3 separate regions of the Mus musculus genome follow, and regions 1 and 2 are each linked to region 3. The links are chromatin contacts, called in public HiChIP or PLAC-seq maps. All regions are on one chromosome and are shown on one strand. Each heading gives the region's core, a stretch centred on a gene start, on an enhancer-like site or on the middle of the called end of the contact. The rest is flanking DNA. Distances are from core to core; before and after follow the strand shown.

Region 1 (3,869 bases), core at 536-3,035, 570 kb before region 3:
GCCCAAGATCCTAACACTTCAAGAGACTTAAGCATCACTATGAGTTCGAGGCCAGACAGTGAGACGAGAGCCAATGTGATAGTGACCCATTATCCTGAGCATAATTAGGGGTCATAGTCCTAGTCCTACTGTGTAATGCTAAGTAACTTTGGAATGACAGGTTTCTCGCTCCTTTGCTAGCAAGCTTCCCTGCACCCCTCAATACCTGACTTAAATGTCATGTCACTTGTGAATGGTCCCCAGCTTCTTTAAGCTCCTTCAGAGAGCCCTCTCTTAATAGATCACTTGGTCAGGATTCAGCCTGGGGAATTGTGAGTCCCAACTTCATTCTAAACGCACTCACTGTCCTTAGATCAAGTCTATAGAACCCTTTCTACTCAGCAGCTGTTTTAAGGGGCAGTTCACACACCCAACTACTCATCCATTTGAAGTGCGTGATGTGGTGGTTTTCAGCTTATTCGTAGTGATACGTGACTTTAAACACAGTCTAATTTAGAGTGTTTTCATCACCCCCCACCCCTGCAAAGCAAGCTCCCACCTACTATAGCCGTACCTACCCCCTGTACCACACCACTCCACCCTTTCTGTGGCAGCTGCCGACCAGTGCCGGTCATCCAGACAGATCTGCCTGCTCTGAATGCTTCACGTAAGCAGAGTCACTCGACATTAGGTGCTTTGTGACCTGTGCCTTCAGCCACTTGGCCCAGCGTTCTATTTTATTATTTATTTTAACCTGTATCCATCTATTTTCATCTCTCTCAGTTCCATGCTTAATATGCAATGTACTTTGATCATTTTCTCCGTTATCTCCCCCCTGAGCCCCCTCTCACTCCAAGTCTATTTCGTCTCCGAAGTGTTTAGCTAGAGTTGCCTGCATGTACCTGGGTGGGTCGGGGGAGGGTCATTTACCCAAGGAAGGGCAAGCTACCTATGGCTACACCACCAGAATGATACTCCACCCCAAGTAACCATTAGCTGCCAGTCAGTTCTCAGGGAGGGCTGGGCCTTATAAACTCATCCCTGCTCATAACTGAATGTTGATGGATTTAGTTTTGTGCATGTCTTAGCACCATGTTCTGGAGGCTCAGCCCTTATGGCAGTGGCTATTAACCTGTGGGTCACAACCCCTTTGGAGTCACATATCAGATATTTGCATTATGATTCATAACTGTGTCTGGCATCTGTCTCTCTGCTGCCACTCCCTGTATCCCAGGACACACCCAGTCTTGGGAAATCCCAATGAGAACTTCTTCCCTCTCTTTTCCTCTCAATGCTCATCACTGCTCTTTGATTGGAAATTCTGGGAACTGTGGAGGAAACCTGAGGAAGATGGAAGGCCCACCCCACTCCTGCATCCCTGATGTTCCCATCCTGAGACACTGTTTCCATTCATCAGAAAGCTCTGGTGCCATCATGTCCAGCCCAGCCCACCTTTGCAAAGTGACGAGGCAGGGAGGCTGAGTGAGCAGAGCCCTGGGTCTGAGGGTCTGTTGGGTCTGTAGCAGAAGTTATGGAGATCGGCATGTCTGCACTCCCATGATGGACTGGGGAGGGCTGGCATGATTCCAAAGTGACCTTCAGGCAGAAGCAGGATACTGGGTAGTGTCTGAAGTGGGAGCTGCCCCAGGTTGCAGGGAAGGTGCACTCAGGCTGAGGACTTTTGAGCTTTCAGCTCTGCCTGGGGTCTAGACTTACCTGTACCCAGAGTTCCAGACACAGATGGAGAGAAACTTAGGCTGGACCAACCCAGAGGCACATTTGTTTGTGTATGCGCGTGAATGCATGATCCTCCCTCATCTGACTCACAGGGCTTCCTAGGTACTCTGCCCCTCTTCCTGTGCTCAGGGCTAAAGAATTCAAAGATCTTCTGATGAAACCAAGGAAACATACCCACCCTGAAGCCCAGGGAGTCTGAGAGGTGTCAATGGCTCTTGCGTTTCCCAGAGCTAGCATGTCTCTGGATAATCTTGGATGGGTCCTAGGGTATAGGTGCTGCTGCCTGGTCTGCAGGGGCCTCACAGTGAGGGTACAGCCAAACTCTTGTCTGGATGCTGAAATGAACAGACACTTGACACTCACTAGGTTAGACCCTGGAGTGCAGACTGGGATGCAGAGATTAGAACATGAAGAACTGGGGTGCAGCTCAATGACAGAGCTGTTGCCTAGTGTGTTCTACCTCGGCATAAGAGTGCAGTTCCATGAAGCATGCTTGCTGGCCAGCACTGCTACCTATACATGCTGCATCACATGCACAAACTCCGCAGTCCCCACACAACCTACACGTCAGGTACTGCTATTGTCCCCATTGTACAGATGAAGAAATTGAGGCACAGAGAGACTGAGCAACTTTTTCCAAGTCACACAGCTCAGAGGCAGCACCAGTTTACTCTAAACATGAACTGTTTGGTTCTGCTGAGTGTCACCCCTTTTTCCTAAACAGGTAAATAAAGTGCTTCCTGCCCTGTCCATACCTGGGTATGAACATGACCTTTCCCTACATGGGTACACATTATTCCCAGAACAAGAACCCGTTTCCATGGAGTCAGGCATGAATAGTAAGAGGGGGGAATGTTTCCCAGTGAGCCCAGGTCACAGTCTCCAATTGGACTTACTGGGACAGACCAACTGTCAGGGGACTTCTCCCTGGGACTTCTGACATTGCTTTTCAGTTGCACTGAGTTTTTAATCCAAGGAAACAGTGCTCACTAAAGAATCAAACGAGACAACACTTGCAACAGATGGCCGGTACTCCCTGCATACCCACCTCAGATATCTATCCTGGGGGTCATGAAAACAGTCTAGTGCCTGGGCCTGAGGACGTCCCGGGCATCCCAGAGGCTCAGCAGAGAGAGCAGAGTCCCGGATACAGTGCCAGGATGTGCACTAGCGAGTCTCTATGCATCACCGGCCCAGGCAGTATCAATCAGGTTCTGTCTCACCAGCCACCTCCTCCAGGAAGCTTTCCCTAGTTCTTCAAAGGAGTTAGCAGCTTCATTTCCAACCCTCACCACACCGGGCACTGCAGGCGATGTGTGTACTGGGGCCTTTGGAGCAAATACTGTCTTATCTGCCTCGCTGTCCCTGGCACCTGCTGTGTACCTCCTGGATGTGAAGCTGGTACCGCAAGAGTTGTTCACTGAATACTAAGAGTAACAGATGGACACGTAGCTCTGGCCCACACCCAGTGTCCCCACTGGTCTGGGGTCTGATCTGTTCAGTGCTGTGCCATGAAGAGGGCTGAGTCTCTGCCCAATTCCAGCCACCCTCTGGCATTTCCTTCTCCACTCAGTTTCATCACAGCTCTCAGGATTGCATAGCCTGGGTCCTCGCTCCTCCCAGCAAGACCTAGCCCTGTTTTAAGGCCCTTTCTGCCCCAGAGCCCTGAAGTCTAGGAGGGCTTGGGAGAGTCCCACCCTTTCCTTCTCCTGCCGTGGGAGATATGTGCACTTGGGGTGTGGCAACTAGGGCTTTAGATTTATTAGGGCTGTCAAGGAGATGGATCGCTTATTTCCTGCCAAGTGTAGCTGAAGGAATAGACATTATTTGCCTCAACATGAGGGAAAGCGGTGGGGTCACCATGCCAACACTCTTAGACATTGTAACTGTGATAGTGTAACCATCACTCCTGACCAGCCTTAGGACATGGCAGTAGCTCTACCATTATCCTTTCACAATGAGGGAAAACAGAGGTGCTGAGAGGCATGCTGAGTCTAGAGAAGGCTGGGTCCAGCTCAGAGTGGCTCGTAGTACTGACTCCTGACTCTGAGAGATGGAGGGAGGATCTGGGTTTACTGCTTGCAAGCGGTGGTTCTCCTTGGCCTGGGGGAAGAGGAAGCCACCTTTCCATCTCTGGTCCAGAACTAGGTGCC
Region 2 (3,903 bases), core at 185-2,684, 730 kb after region 3:
ATGGAGACATGCATGTAGTGGTGATGTGTTTATTAAAAGATAAAGAGGGGGGATATGTTTTATGGCTGTGTGGTGAGGTGTGGGGGAAGGAGCCATCGCAGGGCCCATGCTGAGGCATCCCTTCCTCCTGAGGGACCAGCTATAGCACCATAGTATAGAAAAGAGTTTATTCAGGATATGGGGAAGGGAGTTAGGGTAGTAGAGGTGGAGAAAGGCAGAGAGAGAGGGGAGGGGAGGGGAGAGGAGGAGAGGAGGGGAGTAGAGACTGGCCATGAGGAGGACTGAGCAGGAGCAGGAAGGCAAGAGCAAGAGAGAGCAAGAGAGAAAGGAGGGGGCAAGCAGCCCCCTTTATAGAGTGTCAGACATACCTGGCAATCCAGGTAACTGTGGGGCAGAGCTTAGACAGAATGCTAACAGTGGGCATCCAAAAGATCCCCTCAGAGGCCAGAAATGTGCTTTGGCTCTCTGTAGCTGGCGTTGCAGGCTGCTCTGAACTGTACGGTGTGTGTGCTGAGTACCCTGTGCAGGAGTTTAACTGTGATCCATTTCTCAATTTCTTTCTCCATTTGTTAGCCAGATTTCTGCTTCTTTGACAGTTCTGTAGAGAACCAAATTAAAAAGAGGAAAGCTTCGTTCTGGCTCATGGCTTCAGACATTTGGGTTTGTGGTGAGGACAAACATGGAAGCTGGAGCCAAAGGAGGCCGGTTGCCGAGTGAGTGCAAGAGAGGCAGGAGAGGGCTGGAGCTGGGCGGCAGAGTCCACGGAATCCAAACTTTCCTTCCAGGGTCAGGGGCCCTTGGGAGATCACGGAGGTAAACAAGAGGTCACCTTCTGGGAAAGCAGAAACTTGCGAGAATCTGGAAGGTCTTTCTCCAGCTTTCCAGAAGGAATAAACAGCTGTTGGAACAGACTCTGAGCAGCCCAGCTGCAGAGAGGAGATATCTTGGATCTGTCAGCTGCCTGCATGGTGTACAGAGCGCTTCAGGGTTGCTGCTTTTGTGAGTCGTCACTCTGTTTGGGGCTTTTTGGTGATGCAGCTGTTTTTGAGCCACACCTGGTACTGTAAATAACCCCTCACCCACACTCCTGTTAGCAGACCAATAAAATCTCACTAGTTTAACCAAGTTGGACCTTGGTGTGGATGTTTCTTGGTTCTGTCATGGGGTTGGTTCCCTTTCTGAGAGAACAGATGTGTGTGTGTGTGTGTGTGTGTGTGTGTGTGTGTGTGTGTGTGTGTGTGTGTTTGTCTCCCCAGGAAGTCTATCACACACAAAGACTGGTTCCCTTTCTGAGAGAACAGATGTGTGTGTGTGTGTGTGTGTGTGTGTGTGTTGTGTCTCCCCAGTAAGTCTATCACACACAAAGACTGGTCCAACCAGTCCCTTTGAGGACGTGCACCCAATGATCTCACAGCTATTCAGGTAAGCCCCGCCTCTTAAAGGTCTCAGCACCTCCTGCTAGTGCCACAGGGCCAGCCAAGATCCGGGCAGCAACGCCCCGCACATTCTACCACGGAGCCCCAGCCCAGCCGCTTCACAGTGGATTCTTCCTGTGTTATTACTATTCCACAGGATTTGCCTAATACTTATTTACCCAATACTTATCTGTTAAAATAACAAACCTAAGAATGGTCATTGCAACCCAAATCTTTCTGTTTTTACAACCTGAAGTCTCAGCATGCTCCAGGCAAACTCCCTCCTTCCCATGCCTTAATTGCCTCTTCATTTGAGGGAAACACCAGGGGGTTTGGAGTCCTACGGAAAAGATCAGGGAAGAAAGGCGATCCAGGGCTCAGCACCCCAGCCCTGCCGATCTGACCTCGTGTTCAGGAGTACTCCACTTTCCCACAAAAGGTCAAGGACGCTCAAGACTCAACAGAAGGCTCCAGGTGCCAGGAGCGAGCCTTGCCCCAAGCAGGTGCAGAGCTGAAATCCATCGACTGAATCTTAGAAACTTCCTGCTCAATGTTTTTCTCTGTTGCTAGGAAACCTGGTTTCCTTAGCTGGTCACCGGTTAGCACCCCCTCTTGTGTCCAGAAGAGCAAAGTTCATGGTTTCAAACTTACTCCCTCCACTTCCCTCCACTTCCCTCCTCTCTCTCTCTCTCTCTCTCTCTCTCTCTCTCTCTCTCTCTCTCTCTCTCTCTCTCTCCCTTTTCTCCCTCTGTTTCTTTCCTTCTCTGACTTTCCCTCTCTGTCACACACACACACATGGGCGCGCGTGTACATGTGGATGCAGGCGGCCTCAGAGACCACACATGTTGGATCTTCCTGGAACTGGAGTTGCAGGTCACTGTGAGCAGCTCAATGTAGGTGTGGGGAACAGAACCCGGGTTCCCTGGAAGAGCAACATGCACACTTAATCACTAACTCATCTCTCTACTTAATTTTTATCATGGAATACGTAGAAAAGTATCCAGAAGTCTGGCATGCCTTTAATCCCAGCACTCAGTTTTCAGAGACAAGAGGATTTGAGTCTGAGGACAACCTGTGCTACCTGTAGATTCTGTATCTTAAAAACTAAAGAAATGAGAGGGGCTTGGTGGCCCTTGGGAGGCAGAGGCAGAGGCAGAGGCAGAGGCAGAGGCAGAGGCAGAGGCAGAGGCAGAGGCAGAGGCAGAGGCAGAGGCAGAGGCAGAGGCAGAGGCAGAGGCAGAGGCAGAGGCAGAGGCAGAGGAGGCAGAGGCAGAGGCAGAGGCAGAGGCAGAGGCAGAGGCAGAGACAGGTGGGTCTCTGTCAGTTCAAGGGCAGCAGCCTAGTCTATAAATCGAGTCCAGGACAGCCAGGGCTTTGTTACAGAGAAACCCTGTCTAGAAAAACTAAACTAAACAAACAAACAAAAAACAAAGACAGAGGACTTTGCCACTCCCTTATTCAATCAGACATTGACTGCCCAGGAAATCATACATCTCCCGGATCTGCAGGGCTGTGCCTGCATTCTTTTTGCTTTGTGCTTAATTATCAGAATACATATTTAAAAATGGGAAGTTTGTGTAAATAAAGTCACACATTTCATTCAATCTAATGTTTATGGGCACTGGAGAGAAGGCTCGGCCATTGAGAGTGATTACGGATCTTGCAGAGGCCCAGAGTTCAATCCTCAGCACCCACTGGGTGGTTTGCTCACTACTGCCAGGAACTCCAGTCCCAGGGGATCTGACACCCTCTTCTGACTTCTGAAGGTACCGGGCACTCATGTATACATACTTCCACACAGACACACACATAATTTTAAAAAATTAAAATGATCTATCACACTATGTTTGTGAGGTTCATCAATGCTATTACATGAAAATGTGCTTTCTCATTTTCTTTTAAAATTAATAATTAGTATGTGAATGTATGATGTGGGGATTCAGCTGTCCACGCCACAGCGTAGACATGGAGGTCAGAGGGCTATGCCACGGAATTGTTTCTCTCCTCCCACCGTGTGGTTCCTGGGGATGGAATTCAGTTTTGCTAGGCCTGGGTGCTAAGCTCTCTTACCTGCTAAGTCATCTCGCTGGCACTGCTGTATAATATTTCAGTACATGACTATACAATAATTTCATTCTGCTCAGGGACATTTGGACTACTTTCAGATTGGGGCTGTCTTGCACAGCGCTGCTTCGAGTCTTCTGTCTTCCCTTATGCTCTGTTGCATGAGGCTGTGCTTCTCTCTTGGGTATCGATGTGACAGTGTATCTAGGTATACCTAGACAGTGTATCTCTGGCTGGCTGTACTAGATAATGCCAGAGAGTTTTCCAGAGTGGCTGAACAAATGCCTGGCTGATCCTGCCCAGCACACTGTTCATTCCCACTGCTCCACTCAGCAACATTTTGTATCACCAGATAGTAATTGTCACCTCTCTTGAGGGTGTGTAGCCCATGGTCATTTTAATGATTCCATATAATACAGTATAT
Region 3 (3,710 bases), core at 209-2,708:
AACCGATTATGCCCCAGTGGCTTGGCTTTGCACTGCCCTAATGAGCATCCTCATGTGTCCTTGGCCGCTGGCACTCCTTCCGTGGTAGGTCTCGAATGTACCTGAGGATGAAAGGACTTTTTGCATCTTGATGTTAGAGGGAAAATGGCGCATATGTCTCAAGTTGCACAGCCATTCAGCTGGCTTCTGAGCACCGTTGATGCTTTGGCTAGCAGAAGACATAGAGTGGAAGGAGAATCAAGTCAGACGAAATGCTACAGCCAGGTTCCTGACACTTTAATGAAAGTCTGAACCTAGCTTGGCTGTTGTCCACAGTTAGTTCCTGGCGGGGATAGAAAGTCAGGGAAACAAGATCCCTGACCTCAGCACAGTGAACCCCAGGACTGATGGAAATGGCGGAGACAATGGCCTTCATGTCCCATCACTCACTGTGATGGTGACCCTTAACTCTTTTTTTTTTTTCTTTTAAAGACTGAGTCTCTCTACATAGCCCTGGCTCTCCTGGGTCTTGCTATGTAGACCAGGCTAGCTTCAAACTCCCATAGATCTGTCTGCCTTTGCCTCTCAAGTGCAGGGACCAAGGTGTGCACCATTGTACTCCCAGCTTGGACTGGGCTTGGGTCTGGTCTCAAAGGATGCTTGTAAGCTTGACAGTAGAAGACAGAACATGACCCGGAGCTTCTCATGTTGCTGTCTCCATGTTCTAGGTGCTGGAGTTGTAGTATGTACCATGGTATCTGATTGATACAGCACTGAAGTCTGAGTTCATGTTGTCGTCTGAGCCATATGGCTAGCCCTGAACTGGATAATATGACTCTGCAGAGGCCACTGGAGGGCGGCTGAATGGGCCTGTGATCTGCTCTTAACTCCTGGGAAGCCCCATCCACAAGCTGAGCCTAAGAATGGATTTGGGCTCCATATTGGCTCTCAACAGAGATTTCCCTGAGGCAGTAAGGAGCCCCCCCCCCCCCGCACCCCACACCCCTGCAAGCACTTGAAAGCTCTCAAAAGCCAGTAAAAAGACTCTGCTAGCTGAGGAAAGCTGTCAAGTTTCTTTGCTTTTAGGATTATGTCAACCCAGGTAGAAACACAGGTTAGGCCAAGTTGATCAGAAGCTCTGATTGGCTGTTGATGACCTAATGGGGATTTCAGGAGAGCCATTGGGCAGGCAGCCACTCCTAACCAGCAGAGCCACAAAGCAGGAAGGCGGTGTGCAAACCGATAGTGTGCTGGGGGGGGGGGGCAGTATATTTGAGGAGCTTATGGGGGAGGTGGTGGGGGCAGCCAACCAGGAGTTTAAAAGCACATGGCGTGTTGTAAACAATAAAAGAGAGCCTCAAATTGGAGAAACAATGCTACCCCCAAGGTCCTCCTGGGTTCCTTTGTGTGCTCCAGCCTTTGGCATATGCCAGGTGTCTCTTTCTCCCCAGAGAGCAGGCTGAGCACACAGACAAGAGCTGACAAGTCCCTCCCTCCCTCCCTACTACCGCCCAAACCTGCTCCACGATGCCCTGAGGCGGCCATCAGCCCCTACCTTGAACTCATGCCAACCTGCCTACCCAGTCTTTTTCTCTTCCAGGTGGCCACAAGGTTAGCATGTCAGGCTGTAGTCTTGTGTTAGGGTAGGTACCCCCCTTCCACATCCCCCACAACACACACATACACACTTTATGGATTCTCCAAACAGAAGGGACGAATAGAAATAACAGGGAATACAAACTGTGGGCACAGTCAGAGAGGAGTGTTTTGTATAACAGGAAGAGTCGCTGGGGACTGGCTCACCTGGTGAGTCACTGCAAGTTTGTTCCTCTTGGCTGACTACCAAAAGAGAAGAGAGCACAGGCACTAGCCTATGGCCTCCGGGGAGGCATGTGGGCATTTTAGAGAGGCCAGGGTTTGCAGAAGAAAACAGCAGAGCCAGTGGAGAGCCACCAGGGCTGGGATTCTGTGGGACCTTTGTGTCTCCATATGACCCTGGGTCCCCCTCTCTGCATGACTTCAGCTGCCTCTTCTGCTAATGGGGGAATTCTAGGCAGGATACCCCCACATTTTCCAGCCCAGCCTAGCCCTCCTGGTGTTTCATGAGCTAAACAGAGTGTTCTGATGTTAATACTACTAAGAGCACCCCAGGCCAAGGCCAAGGACCTTGCTATGGGTTTCACATGCACGAAGCTAATCTTGAGAGTTCTGCCAAGTGCAGAAGATCTCCCAGAGGAGAATGTGGCTTCCTAGGACTAACAGCCTCACTCAGTGTCACAAAGCTAAGGCTTAGTGACTCCGAAGTTTCCGAAATATAATTTGCTTTAAAAAAAATTAACAGATACCAGGACAAACAGAAGGCTGGGGAGGTGAGCTGGCTTAGCAGTGAAGAGGGCCTGCCTTGCAAGCCTGAGAGAGAGCCTGGGTGAATAGCCAGCACCCGTGTAAAAGGTGGACATGTCTCTGCATGGGCGTGTAACCCAGGGCTGCAGAGGACAGAGATGGGAGAGCCACTGAGACTTGCTGGCTGCCAGCCTAGCTCTAGGTTCAGTGAGAGACCCTGGCTTGAAGGAATATGGTGGACAGCAAAGGAGCAGGACCTCTACCTTCCTCTGGCCTCCGCACCCAGGGCTCACACGCATGTATATATGCTACACACATACTCACATAAAAATAAACAAAATACCTAAACAACAACAAAACCCACATAGAAAAGCAAACGGCTAGTGCAGATTTGATGGCCCAAACCACTGGTTTATAGACTCACAGACACGGTCCTGGCCAGCTCACTAGCTTGTTTTCTCCAGAGCTGGTGTGCTTATGGCTGTAATTTTTCTCAATTTACAACAGCATACATATTTAATTAAGCAGAAACACGAAACCCACTGATGTGTTCATGGCTAAGTAGACACTTAAAACAGGTTGGGGCACCTTATGCTTTGATTAGACGGGTGCTCTGTGCACATGCAGGGAACTTCCTGGAGAAAACAGGGCCAGGGAGAGCTCTCTTAGTAGCTTGGAAGGCACAGAGAACCAATGGGTACAACAGCCCTTTTGTCTGAGGCGAGTGCTCACCTCAGAACTGGCCCAACAGACCTGGCCCACCAGCTTCCTCCTTCCAACAGCAACAATGAAGGATGAACAGCTGTTAATTGTAAGGTAAGGTTGGCACAGGACTTGCCAGCTGTACCAAGAGCAGAGAAGGAGTGTTTTCCATTGAATGGCCACATGCCACTGTCCCACAGCTAGAACCTACAGGTCCCAGACAGAGGGCGTGCCCTGAGCCTGACCTTACCACTCTCCCTTTGAAGTTTTATCTTCATCCATTTGGCTGTTTTAAGAAAATGCTGTGACACAATGGCTTATAACAATAAAAACACATTTTCCCCCTACAGTTCTGGAAGCCTTGGTGTCTGGTGAGGCTCACCTCCTCCCGGTGGCATAAGTGGGTCAGTCCTATAAAGGACCTCCTCAGAGGCCCTCTTTTTATAAAGACTTATTTTTTAAACTTGTGTGTGTGTGTAGGGGTAGGTGTGAGTGCAGCACCCACAGAGGTCAAAGGGGTCATCCGATCCCCTGCAGCCAGAGTTACAAGCAATTGTGAACTGATCTTGTGGGTGTTGGGATAGAACTCGGGTTCTCTGGAAGAGCAGCACATGCTCCTAACAGCTGAGCCATCGCTCTACTCCACAGCCCATCTCCATATGCTGTCATCTCAAGGGCAAGGATTT

The links. HiChIP or PLAC-seq counts read pairs in DNA pulled down with a chosen protein or histone mark.
Region 1: a FOXA1 HiChIP or PLAC-seq map of pancreatic cancer cells shows a contact between it and region 3. The contact joins two enhancer-like sites. A contact is called at or near these places in 1 of 115 datasets of contacts at active chromatin or transcription factors (pancreatic cancer cells) and 2 of 9 other capture datasets (embryonic stem cells and liver).
Region 2: a FOXA1 HiChIP or PLAC-seq map of pancreatic cancer cells shows a contact between it and region 3. The contact joins two enhancer-like sites. A contact is called at or near these places in 2 of 39 promoter capture datasets (cranial neural crest and embryonic stem cells) and 1 of 115 datasets of contacts at active chromatin or transcription factors (pancreatic cancer cells).

The regions. Positions count from the first base shown.
Region 1 is chr6:114,420,071-114,423,939 of GRCm38.p6, forward strand. The region is part of intron 1 of Hrh1 (histamine receptor H1); the gene reads left to right. Among named protein-coding and RNA genes, the nearest start is that of Hrh1, 24 kb to the left of the region's middle. Within about 2 kb of position 1,786, at least 26 of the 459 cell types and tissues checked have an H3K27ac peak or open chromatin away from gene starts, as enhancers often do. A contact at or near this core is called in pancreatic cancer cells, where this site is marked.
Region 2 is chr6:115,716,442-115,720,344 of GRCm38.p6, forward strand. No RefSeq gene overlaps it. Among named protein-coding and RNA genes, the nearest start is that of Gm24008, 5.4 kb to the right of the region's middle. Within about 2 kb of position 1,435, at least 261 of the 459 cell types and tissues checked have an H3K27ac peak or open chromatin away from gene starts, as enhancers often do. A contact at or near this core is called in pancreatic cancer cells, where this site is marked.
Region 3 is chr6:114,986,998-114,990,707 of GRCm38.p6, forward strand. No RefSeq gene overlaps it. Among named protein-coding and RNA genes, the nearest start is that of Gm38876, 43 kb to the left of the region's middle. Within about 2 kb of position 1,459, at least 112 of the 459 cell types and tissues checked have an H3K27ac peak or open chromatin away from gene starts, as enhancers often do. A contact at or near this core is called in pancreatic cancer cells, where this site is marked.